Linked DNA regions of Anser cygnoides: regions 1, 3 and 4 are each linked to region 2. Evidence: chromatin contacts called from public Hi-C data. All regions are on one chromosome and are shown on one strand. The core of a region is the stretch at or near the end of the contact, and the rest is flanking DNA. Distances in the headings are between cores, read along the strand shown.

Region 1 (2,700 bases), core at 144-2,643, 130 kb after region 2:
CAGCCTCGGGGTATTCTAAGTTACAGCTGGCGTCCCAGAGAGGTTGTTCAAGCTGTGGAGGCCAATTGCAAAGCAGCATGGCTTCCATATTTTGATGACTCTCCAATAAGCATGGGTTTCTTTTAACACGAGGTTTCTCTCAGGAAATAGAGTTTTTTTTTTTTTTGGGCTCTGAAGCAAGAGAGTAGCTCAAAATAACCAGGAGAGAGCCATCTGATGGTATTTGCGCAAGGTAACTCTAATAAATGGCCTTATGCTAAGGTGAAAGTAGGGCTGCGTTGTAACTGAGTCAAAGGGTGTCGGCTGGAGCTTTCCAAGAGGCCGGACAGAGCCCACATCCTGCTGACACTGACTTTACAGGTTGTGGTTGACCAGCCCTCCTCTGTTCTTTGGAAAATCCCTGCTGCCTTCTTTGAGTGACCTGCAAACACACTGTGTGATTAACCCATGTTGGACAAATCACATGGGCTGTAACAAGTTTTAAACTCTAGTTTTCGTACACGGAGTTGCAGTGCAGTGTTATAAAATAGCTTTAATTCTGGTTATATTGGTAAAAAATCTTGAATATTTATTTATTAGACTAGAATATATTAGATTATATATTTATTAGCCTATTTATAACTAGGCAGCTTAAGATTTTTAAGTGATATTTAAATGTCTGTAACCTCTCCCTAGAACTGTTTTGCCTATTATTTCTTTCCATAAAACAATGCAGCCAGCTGGGAGATTTGGGCCCCAACCCCAAGCATTATATCCTGTCTCAGATATCAGATATCAGAAATCAGAGTGTTCCTGATGAAGTGATCAGAAGTTTTTAAAAAACTAGCGCTCTGCTGGAGTTCCATTTTACAAAGCAAGATGTTCTCTATTATTAGTAGATTCGAGCCTCAGAGAATAATCTTCACACAAAGGATGTGTGAAGTTTCAGATGACAGACATAACAATTGTAAATATTACACTTCTCTCTGCATGATATGTATCTGAAGCTATTTAAATGTCAGTTCCTGTTGCTTCTAGCTGTGGCAAAAAAAAAAAAAAAAAAAAAAAAGACCTTTCTGTAGTTTAAAAAGTAAATTTGCTAAAAGCAAGTAGGTTTTTTAACATTGATGCAAGCTGTTTAGGAAAGCTAAAAAAAAAGCAAGGTAAAACAACTTAGAAACTTAACAAAACTCACCAGCAGTTACAAAGTGCCGTCTCTCATTTTCACTTAAACAATACAGTTTTTGTTGAGCTTGTACTATAAGCCCATGTCAGTACTGTTACTGCTAAGCACTTATATAAATATATGTTCTTCCTGATAAGCGAACCACGAGCTTTTCCTGATACTAGTGATTTTTAAAAAATAAATGAATTGTCAGTTCTGACCTACAAACCATGCAGGCAGAGAAACTCCAGCCCTGAAGTTTTGGATCAGTTTGCTCTGTTATTAATAGGCGTTTGTGCACTATGTAGGGTACTGTTTGTTTAGGGTTTTCAGGGAGGTTTTCTCTTTCCTGCTTTGTAAATAGACACGCAGCTCTCAGTACAGCATGTGCAGGACACGGAGCGGAACGGAAACTCGCAACATTGCTGCTGGGGAGGAAGTACCAGTTGGTTTCCTCACAAATAGTCTGAAAATATAAATTTGTGAGCCTGCAGAGCGGCGAGTCAGTGCCCTTTATCGTGGCCCTGCACCTGCCTCTGCCCGGCGGGAGCGGCAGATAGGGGCTGAACCGGGAGCAGCACTGCAGGGCAGAACAGCCTGGTGCAGCATCACGGCTGTGGCTTTGCGAGGTGCTCACGAACGGGATGTCTTGCAAAGACAGACAGAGCTGCTCCACAAGCTGCTTCATATCCCACGCTGAGATGTGGTCTCGATCCGTAAAGCAAAAGGTGACAACTGCACACATCTTGATGTCAAAATGACAGATTCCTGGCTCAATCTCCCTAGCTACCTTAGGAACGGGTAGCAAGAACTGAAGTCAGGGGACGAACACTTCTCACCCTATTAATTTCAGGAAAGCCGTTGACTGAGAAAGGTTGCACAGACCTGTGGAATTATTGCTGAAAATAATAAAAGAGGTGTGTGCTTTCACTGTAGCTGCAGCTTGAAGATCACAGCAGGATTTTACTTTTGCTTTTGTTTAATCATCCTTCCTCAAAAGGAAATTTTTTTCTGGGACACACAGTTCTCCCAAATGCCATCTGCTTATGGGTCAAGGCAAGCAAATCCCAGATGAACCATAAAAGCTGCCCCAAAGCATCCAGCACAGCTGTAAAATGTGACCTACATGCACAACTATATTTTGAGACTTCTGTAACCAAATACTACTGCCCAAAGCACAGCACAGCTAGACTTACCTCCTTTGAGCACTGCATTTGGTATCATCACCTAATCAGAGTGATGGGGAAATGGACCTCAGGGATCTCTTACTGCCCATACCGCTGTGGATATTGTTTGGTGTGAACTCCAATGAATGTTGCATTTGTGTTTGATGGATTTAGACCAGTTTATATCTCATGCGGATTAGTTCAGAGGCAGGCCCATGCCATTTTGTGTCACAGATAATTCAGCATAGGTAAAACTAATTCTTTTACTGAATTTAAGTTTCAAGGAAAGTGCAAAACATTTAATAACAGTTTTTCCAGTTTTTATAGAATGATAATGTGGCAGTCAAACTTTCAGCATTGCTTAGTTTTATTTTTTTATTTTTTTTTCTC
Region 2 (3,000 bases), core at 249-2,748:
GCTCAAAGACCGTCTAGGTGTAAAATGACCCAGGGGAATCGCGACAGTGTTCCTTTCCGGGATGTGCCATGCCAGTCTGGGACCTTTTTGGGGTGGGAGGAAACTGGAAGGGATTTTTTTTCGAAGGCAGGAGGGCCACACGCGGAAGTCGCCTCCTGTTCCCCCCCTGGGGAAAACTAACTGCAGAAACCACCACCTGCCCTGTGTGCAGGATGTTAACGCAGCTCCGGGCGCTCAGCGGCGAGGCCCTGCCATGGCATCTTGCTTCCGCATGCCACACGCAGCTGAGCCCGCCGCGGCGTGGATTATCGTCGTCCTCCGGCATCGGCGTGTTGCTTGACCTAAGAGCAGGTTCACCAGGCCAGCTGTCAGGGCCGCGGGAGGCCGGCGCGCACGGGGCTTCTGCTGATTATTTTATACCAGGACAACGTTTTTTTTTACTACCTAATTTCTGTTGCTACGTGGCAGCATTAGAATTTAAATTAGCATCAGTGTCATTTAAGGGACAGGGCTGTCTAGCAGTTTTCAGGCAGTATTTTCTTGAAGTCTCACGTTTTTCAACCAGAACCTCTTCATAACGATTCTTTGAAGCCTAGGTTTACTGCCAGCGTTATTACAAAGTTGGAAATTACCAGTTTTGTTCTTAGAGGTCTGATTTTTTTAAAAAACAAATCCTTTGTATTTCTGGATATTAAAATACCTGTTCGCACATACAAATCTCCTACACCAGGGTGTAAAACTGACAGCTCTTCCACATCTGCTGCCCGTGTGGTATCCATCCAAGGGATGGCAAGTTACAAAGCTTGCACACTTACACTTCCAAAGAGAGACATTAGGCAATGTCACAAAACCAATCAGCATCTTTTTTTTTTAGCAGTTACCTCGCTAAAACATGTACGTAGCACTTAACCCTTCTTTGGGGCTTTGTTGGGCTGGGTTTCTGTGACAGCTCTTCCACTTTCTTCCCCGGGAAACCAACTTGCAGAGGCAGGCGGTCAGGCATGCTCCACCTGCCACACAGATGATACCCTTGAAATAGGAAATAATTAACCTATTTCTTCTCCCAGCAGTCGCTCCCTCCTGGAACTCCCCTGCCCAGCTACAGCCTGATATTTTTAGAGCTGGATCTCCCTGCCTCCTGACCTCGTGGACATCAGGACGCGGCGGTAGCTTCTGAGCTAGGGCCAGATGCGGCCACGAAATCTGAGTTGGACGGCGAACCCCTCGTCTGATCCAGCTCCTAACAGACGATTCCGCGGTCAGAAGGACGTCGTGTTTTCAGTGTGCTCCAGGCACCTTGCTGCTGACGTTAGCCAGACTTGGGTGAAGGACAAGGACCTCAAACAGCGAAGGTGAGAGCTTTAAACGTAACAAAAAATCAAGCAGTTTAGATGCGTTTTTAATGAGGTAGGAACGCAAGAGTTAAAAAAATGACACCAACCCTAAGCCCGGGAACTAATCATAAAGTGCAAAGCCAGGTACTAAGTGCTCATACTGAAGTATTACACAAGGAACACAAAAAAAACATCCCTGTGATGGAGCATCAGCGTCAGGGAGAGCAGCAAGCCCCACCACAAGCTCCCCACAGGGTTTCTAGCAGGACCTGCTAGCTGTTTGCTGATTTAACAAATGTTATTTCTAAAATTTATTGGTTATCGTGATGCCATTCCGTCTTTCTCCACGGACATAACGATGCTCCCATTTTCGAATGAATATATGGGAGAAGCACAGGAGGAGGGATAAATCATTGCAAAATGTAATACTTTTTTATTATTTTTGTCCGAAAATTAATGAAGTTGCCTAGATCTAAACAAGGCCTTGCTGTCATCAGGCTGCCTAGATTCAAAATGAAACTTCCCACTAGAGATGGTCACAGCAATGTTGAAGGCAAATCTGTCATGTTTGTCCATCAGCTAAGCAGCACTTCATAAATCCTTCCATGGTTCTGCTAGCTCTGTAAAATATGTACAATATTCCCTGGGTAATGATTTCTGATTAATAAATGTGTTTTACTATTATTATTATTATTTACACCCCCATTTGGGAGTATATTCTAAAGGCGTTGAAGTCTGCTAGCACCAATCCATTTTTCTGGCTAGCCAGGCTAAGAGGAAGCATCTTCCTAACATCTTAAACTCCAGCTCCCATTTCCAAAGCTGTTTCAGTGTTAAACGTGTTATAAACAAAGAAAAAGCTTCACTGATGTTTTACAGCTATTTAATTATCTCCCATAAATTAAAGCAAGTGTTCTTCATACCTATCTTTTACCAGTTTAAGACAGGAAAGACAGTTTTACTGCTGCCCGTTATGTTTTAGTGCATCAGACACCATTAATTGTGACAGGGTTCCACACCTCTAAAGCAATAAAGCAATTTGTCTGCTGTATCACATAAAGGTATCCTCCCAAAGAAAACAAATAAAGAAAGCAATACCTGGCCTAGGCAGCAGTGGAACAACACAGTTTAACTTCAAAACCACATGACTGTTTACTTTTCTTCCCAAGGTTTTCCTGTTTTTGTTTTTTTTTTTCCCTTTATAATTCAAAGTAATTTAAAGATGGTAACAACCTTCTCTTAATCCCATCCCTGACTTCCCTTTTCTATATTTTATTCAGATTTTCCAGTGTTCCAAAACATCCTACTTCTTTGAATGCTTGTCTTTGCTCCTATATCCTACACAACCAATACAGCCAATCATACAGCTCAATTTCCTCAAAAATCGTCTTTTGTCTACCTTCTGTACTTGAAATACTTTCCCAGAATGTCCTTAAAAAGCCACTATATATTTTCTCCTTAAAACCATATTTTTATTGAAAAAATACCAGGAATAACAATTAGATAGAAGGCTTGTGAATTCACAGTATAAAACTTTCATTTGTTTTCACGATATGACCCAGTCAATAGGCAGTTGCAACATGGCAATAAATTTAAGGGGTTTCAGCACCCTTACCATGAAGTATCTCACAGTGAGGACACGTAACTCACCTTGAAGGTGATTTCA
Region 3 (2,806 bases), core at 16-2,515, 170 kb after region 2:
TGCTTTTAGGCAACAAAGCATTTCAAAGGTAGTTAAAACAACAGGGAATTTTTAGGCTCGAAAATGTTTTGTACTGTATCTTCCAGAATAGTAAGGAAAGTTTATGACCCTACTATCTGACAATTAAGCATGTTTTTTGTTTGCTTGTTTGTTTTTTATTCTATGGTCTTAAAACCGATATCCAGAAAATTCTATATACCAACAGTTGACTGACAGAAAACTAATAGCAAGAATAGACAGTGTGCTAGGACTTCATAGGACATACACTGTATAATGCAGTGCAATGAAGGATTCTCTTCTGAAAACATTCACAGTCAGAGGAATAAGTATCTTTGGCTTAATTCTTTTTCTTTTTTTTTCTTTTTCTTTTTTTTTTTCTTTTTCCTGGGTATGTTTTGAACACTGAATATGTTCCTGTCACTCACAGCACAGAGACCAATTTCCTCTTGATTGGACCAGAGTCAAACAACTTAAGATCTAAGCTCTTTAAAAAGAGCTGTTTGTTAGCAGATAGATGCTTAGCCCAGTTTACATTCCTTCCCTGAGGTGACTGCAGTTCCTCTGCAGCTCTGTCACTGTAAAACTGAGAGCTGTTTATGTTCTGCAGGCCCAAAACAATGAATATTTCTCACAGATGTATGGTAATTTTGCAGGCAAAAAAGCCAAGACAGAAAACAGTTCTGAAAAACCAGCTTTAAGGAACATACACTTAAATCAAATATGCATGCAAAAAAAAGGCCAAACAGAATGGTATTGTGTCTGGGCGCGTATACAAGAAGGCAAACACCCTCTTGACTTAACTGATACTTCCAAAGCAATTAATCACTACATTTACTTCAAAGAAGTGAACAAAAGCACTTTTTCTGTAGCCTCTTTTTTTTTTTTTAGTTCTTAGGAGCATGTCCTTATCTTTCATTGCAACACAAACCAAACACAAAGAATGTTTGTATTAAACAGTCACACATCTTAAACCAATCACCTTTTAGAGATTGTTTCTGTTTTTAGTCTCAACATTTTGCCTGTTCCTACAGAAACATGGATGTTTTGCTGAGACCAAGTGCTTCTAACACTTCCTATACTCAATCATACTAATAATAGCAAATACACTCCTCAGACCCCTCCCACGTGTAAAATTAATCAACACTAGAAGGTCAAAAGTGCATAAAGTAGCTTACGAACCTTAATTTATTCACTGAAATGACCTCACTGCCACATATTTGGCCTGTTTTTCTGTTTCTTCTTAATATGTTCACACAGTCAATTACTGTCATTGAAATAACTTCTGAACTCCAAACTGACAATGACTCTGTGCCACTTCCATACTGCATTTGTGGATGAGTTTGCTTGTGCTCCCTTCTAAACAGCAAAACAAAACTGATTTTGTCATGTCACAGAAAAAAAACTTAATTTGCTGAGTTAACCACGTCTGTGCAGGTCCTTTCCTGCACTCTCCCCCTCTGCACGTCCCCATTCACCTACCCACCTTGAAAAGTTATGCTAGCAAATACCTCAGCTGTCCACAGGCCCTTTGGCACAGTGAGGGCAGACCTGCTGTGCCTGGCAATTGCCCTTGTTACATAAGACCAACTTTTATTTGTTTTATAGCTTGCACACAGATGTGATTTCATCTGCCTTGTGCTTCAGGTCCCGCTGACAGTGAGCTAGCACCAGATCGAAAACCATGCATTTGGGCTAACGCTCTATAGCACTTGAGAAAGTAATTCTTGCTGAGAGGCTGGGTCCCACATTAATTTGAAAACAAAGCAACTCTAACTGCAACTAAGCAATGTTTGCTCACCTCTGGCCTGAATCCAGCTTGAACCATGAGAAGTCTATACTTATTTCTGCCATGAAAGGACTACACAGGCATATCCTTGCTCTCTCAGGTCTGATGAATAAATGTCACTGGAAAAGATCAGGTTCATATGCTTCATCTTTTGCATTACACAACCACTATGATGGGAGTTTAGGGTAAAGTATTATGCAAACAGGTAGGGTTCTCCTAATTTTTTTCAGCAATATCAGGCTGCTGTGATGTCCCCTTTGGGTCACAAGGAACTGACAAAGCTTACAGTGAAGCAAGGCAATTCAGTGAGGTAGTAACTTTTTGCAAACCAGCCACTTAGAAAAAAAATGCAGAAGTTGAGAGACAGAAGCACTTTCTTCAGTTCTTCTTCACTAAAATGTTTGCATATTACAAGACTTGTCTAGTTTCTCCAGCTGTGCTAGCTGGTGTAATAAAAGACATTATCTCGTCCCACATTTTTTTCTATGAGCAAACTGAAGCTACAGTGGCATTATTCCATGAATCATATTGCAATTTATCATATCCTCTTGAATGTGAATATCTGTACTTTTTATTTGATTGGATGCAAGTACACAGCATGAAAATATAGGTGGGAAATGGATACAAAAAGAGGTGTACACCCTATGCCAGGCTTGACCTTTCATACAGATGCAGAACCCTAACTGCAGGTTCTTCTCTGCTACCCTGATTTGACACAGTCATCAGCCAAGCTGAGAATCTTTCTCGGAAGTAATTTTGAGTTTAACTGAAAAACTTAAGCCCCATTTTGTACTCCAAATGATGTCATTTCAACCTGTTCTTATTACAAAGCATAAATTAATAACAGGATTAGTTTCCTCTGTCTTACTGCATTTAAATGCATATGTAAAACCCTAAGGTTACAAAAATTAGAATTTGCACAAAAAAAAAAAAAAAACAAAATTCCATTAATATTTTCTGTTCACAGTCTCGTACTTGTTTACTTAATACTTTTTTTTTTCTGATATCTGTAACATATTG
Region 4 (2,902 bases), core at 164-2,663, 200 kb after region 2:
ACAAAGACACTACTAAAGAGAAGAGACTCATAAAGGCTAAATTCAACATGGTGAATGTAATCTCCCTATAGACAAGAGAGAGTGACAGAATTCACCGTAGAACAATTCAAGACAGCAGTCTAATTCAGCTGTTCTGATGCTGAGTAAGACCCTCACCACATGAAGGGAGCGTTAGGCTCACTCAAAGTTAATCTTTGTGTATAGCCCTTACTTTACATTATTTGGAGTAGTCACTGAAAAGTTAAAACTTTTAAACCTCATGCAGTTCTCTCTCTAACAAACATAGCTAGAAAACACAGTGCAGAAAGTCTATGCAAATGCAGATTACTGTATAATTTTGTTAGTCCAATATTTTGAGGATATACATTTTTTTAGTGATGTCTATTCTGTGCCTAATTATGGGAAAATTGATTTTTTTCTCAATTCATATTTTGTTAATTAATAACCATGCTAATTGTTCCATCGTTGTTGTTTATAACAAAGATTTGCAAAAGAAAATGTTGGTTTTGGTCCCTGTGAGTAACTATTGACCCAGAATCTGACCAGAAAGGTGGGTTGTACAGCATTATGTAGCAGTCATGTATAATCTGAAGTTGGGGGTGTAAATCAAACATGACCAACTGATGAGGGGATGGATTGCTTCCTTTTCTCTAGTTTCTCACAAAACTGTTTGGAGTTTACTTCCCCTTTAGCTCAGGAGAGTGGCCAATTCCAACAGAAGCTTCAGTTCTCCTGTATTCCATTCCTTTGTATTTCTCAGAAGTCTCATCTGCTGTTATTCTTGTTCCTATTAATAACTTCAACACAATGTGTAAAGCACAATTGTTTCTTTTCACTTGTTTGCTTTTAGAAGTTTTTTTTTTTTTTTTTGGGGGGGGGGGGGAAGTGGTTAATAAAATGAGTATTTTTCCTGTACCGTGCTGCACTATTTTTCATTTGTTTTCTACCAAAGAGAAAGAAAATACTTTGATCATAATAAGCTTACAAAAGTCTGAGATAGATAACCATCAGACGTATCTAAATTCACACTTCCAAGTGTAATTGCTAAATGTAGCATTTTGAAAAATAGATGATGGTAGGAAATACTTAGACTATTTAGTATTTAGACTACTGTTAAACTATTATCCAATTTAATGGGAAGCTTTTGATTTATAATTCAGCACAATCTGAATTATATCAAGAAAAAAAATACAAATCCCATTCTGATTTTCAAACGAGTCTCATATCCATCCAGAAATATTAGAAATATTGAGAATACTCACTTCTAAGTATACACTTATATGATCAAAATGAAACATAAACTACACAGTTCTCTGTGCATATTCTCTCACGTTCACTGAGAACTTTGAGAACTTTACTACATGATTGCTAGATGTCTCCCCTGCCAATCCTCATTACTACATGATTCTGTTCTGGGATGGAACATACAGGAATTAACTGCTTTGTACATTAATAACCACTGAATTTCTACCATGATACTCAGCAGCTGTATTTGGGTCAAACCCTCTCTTTCTTCATAGCTCTCCTTCAATCACTTCACATGTTACCAGAGTATTAGACTGAAGAATCGTATGATAGAAGGAGCTTTCATGGACAGATTTCTTTTTGGAACAAATAACAGCAAAAATACAGAAAGACACAGTGATCCACTGACAAGATACAATATGGAATCAAGTTGACATGCAAAACCAACAATAGCTGAAAACACAAGGCTGAAATTACTGACAATCCTATTATTCTCAGGGGGAAAAACTACTCATTCCCGAAGTGGATTAAGAATCATAAAGTGCTACAATGATGGCTTCTATCAACATAAGAAAGTCTGCCAAAGCAAAAGCAAAGCAAACCTCAGCACCTTGAGGAAGGTGCAGTCAACTGTGAAAACAGAGGACATAACAATAATTCAAATAATAAAGTAGATAAGAGAATTTTTTCTTATTTTTAACTGACTTCTAGACTCACCAAAAGTGAAATGAAAACAGAATGGCACGTTAAAAGTGCACTTACTCCTTACCCTATTCCATACCTTTGACTCCATGCCTCTTAAAGTTAGGAGGGATATTTTAGCAGCTAAAATAAAAATAGGGACAACTGCAAGTAATATATTCTCCCAGCATTACCCTGATAACAAGGATGTTAAACAATGAAACAAAAAAAAAAAAAGTCTTCAGGGAATTTAGCATAAATTCTACACAGTGAAACAAAGCTGTCTAGTATGATCTGGAACAAGCTGTATTATCAGCATTAATGGATAGGCTTTTTCATGTAACTTGGAAATTTTTAGAATAATTATAGTCCAAAATGGCTATGAAGGGCCAATATGCTAATTATCATCTAGAACAGAAAACATTTACATGGGCCCAATCCAAGTTTATCATCCCCTGCAGAATGAAATAGACTTTGAACAAAATCTATTTGCTTTTTACTGATCTGCTCAGTGGCACTGTAAATTTATTGCTCCCCTTAGTAAACACATCTTCTGTTTGATCATTCTCAAAATATTTTATTGACCAAACATTTCAGGACAGGGAATATCCTTCAGGCTACTACTGTAACGATGCAGTCAGTCCAAGGTAAATATTATTCAACATGATCTGACTTAGCAAACCAGAGTTTAGTAGTCAGATTAAGCTTGGAACTGAATTTTTTTGAATATGAAAATAATAAACACGTCTGTAGTTGCACTACATAAAACATATTATTATTGGATTTAAATTTTACATTTTTTTTATCAATATGATAATTCCAAAAGGAAATTTAAGGAAATTTAAAATTTAAGGAAATTTAAAAATAACAAACAAAAATAAATCCAAACAGAACTTAAATACAGAATTAGTTTGAGAAATCTTAATATCTTAATATGATGATATTATATGACATTATGATGATGTTAAGATGATAT

Evidence for each region. Hi-C and Micro-C count contacts between places; a contact is called where the count stands out from the background.
Region 1: a contact with region 2 is called in a Hi-C map of liver, with 15 times the contacts expected there. The contact joins two enhancer-like sites. A contact is called at or near these places in 2 of 7 Hi-C or Micro-C datasets (both in liver).
Region 3: a contact with region 2 is called in a Hi-C map of liver, with 4 times the contacts expected there. The contact joins two enhancer-like sites. A contact is called at or near these places in 2 of 7 Hi-C or Micro-C datasets (both in liver).
Region 4: a Hi-C map of liver shows a contact between it and region 2, with 4 times the contacts expected there. The contact joins two enhancer-like sites. A contact is called at or near these places in 2 of 7 Hi-C or Micro-C datasets (both in liver).

The regions. Positions count from the first base shown.
Region 1 is chrZ:3,562,263-3,564,962 of Taihu_goose_T2T_genome, forward strand. All of the region lies in intron 84 of ADGRV1 (adhesion G protein-coupled receptor V1), which reads right to left. Among named protein-coding and RNA genes, the nearest start is that of ARRDC3, 150 kb to the left of the region's middle. Within about 2 kb of position 1,394, at least 1 of the 3 cell types and tissues checked has open chromatin away from gene starts, as enhancers often do. A contact at or near this core is called in liver, where this site is marked.
Region 2 is chrZ:3,430,148-3,433,147 of Taihu_goose_T2T_genome, forward strand. No RefSeq gene overlaps it. Among named protein-coding and RNA genes, the nearest start is that of ARRDC3, 15 kb to the left of the region's middle. Within about 2 kb of position 1,499, at least 2 of the 3 cell types and tissues checked have open chromatin away from gene starts, as enhancers often do. A contact at or near this core is called in liver, where this site is marked.
Region 3 is chrZ:3,600,761-3,603,566 of Taihu_goose_T2T_genome, forward strand. All of the region lies in intron 82 of ADGRV1 (adhesion G protein-coupled receptor V1), which reads right to left. Among named protein-coding and RNA genes, the nearest start is that of ADGRV1, 180 kb to the right of the region's middle. Within about 2 kb of position 1,266, at least 1 of the 3 cell types and tissues checked has open chromatin away from gene starts, as enhancers often do. A contact at or near this core is called in liver, where this site is marked.
Region 4 is chrZ:3,633,283-3,636,184 of Taihu_goose_T2T_genome, forward strand. The region is part of intron 82 of ADGRV1 (adhesion G protein-coupled receptor V1); the gene reads right to left. Among named protein-coding and RNA genes, the nearest start is that of ADGRV1, 150 kb to the right of the region's middle. Within about 2 kb of position 1,414, at least 1 of the 3 cell types and tissues checked has open chromatin away from gene starts, as enhancers often do. A contact at or near this core is called in liver, where this site is marked.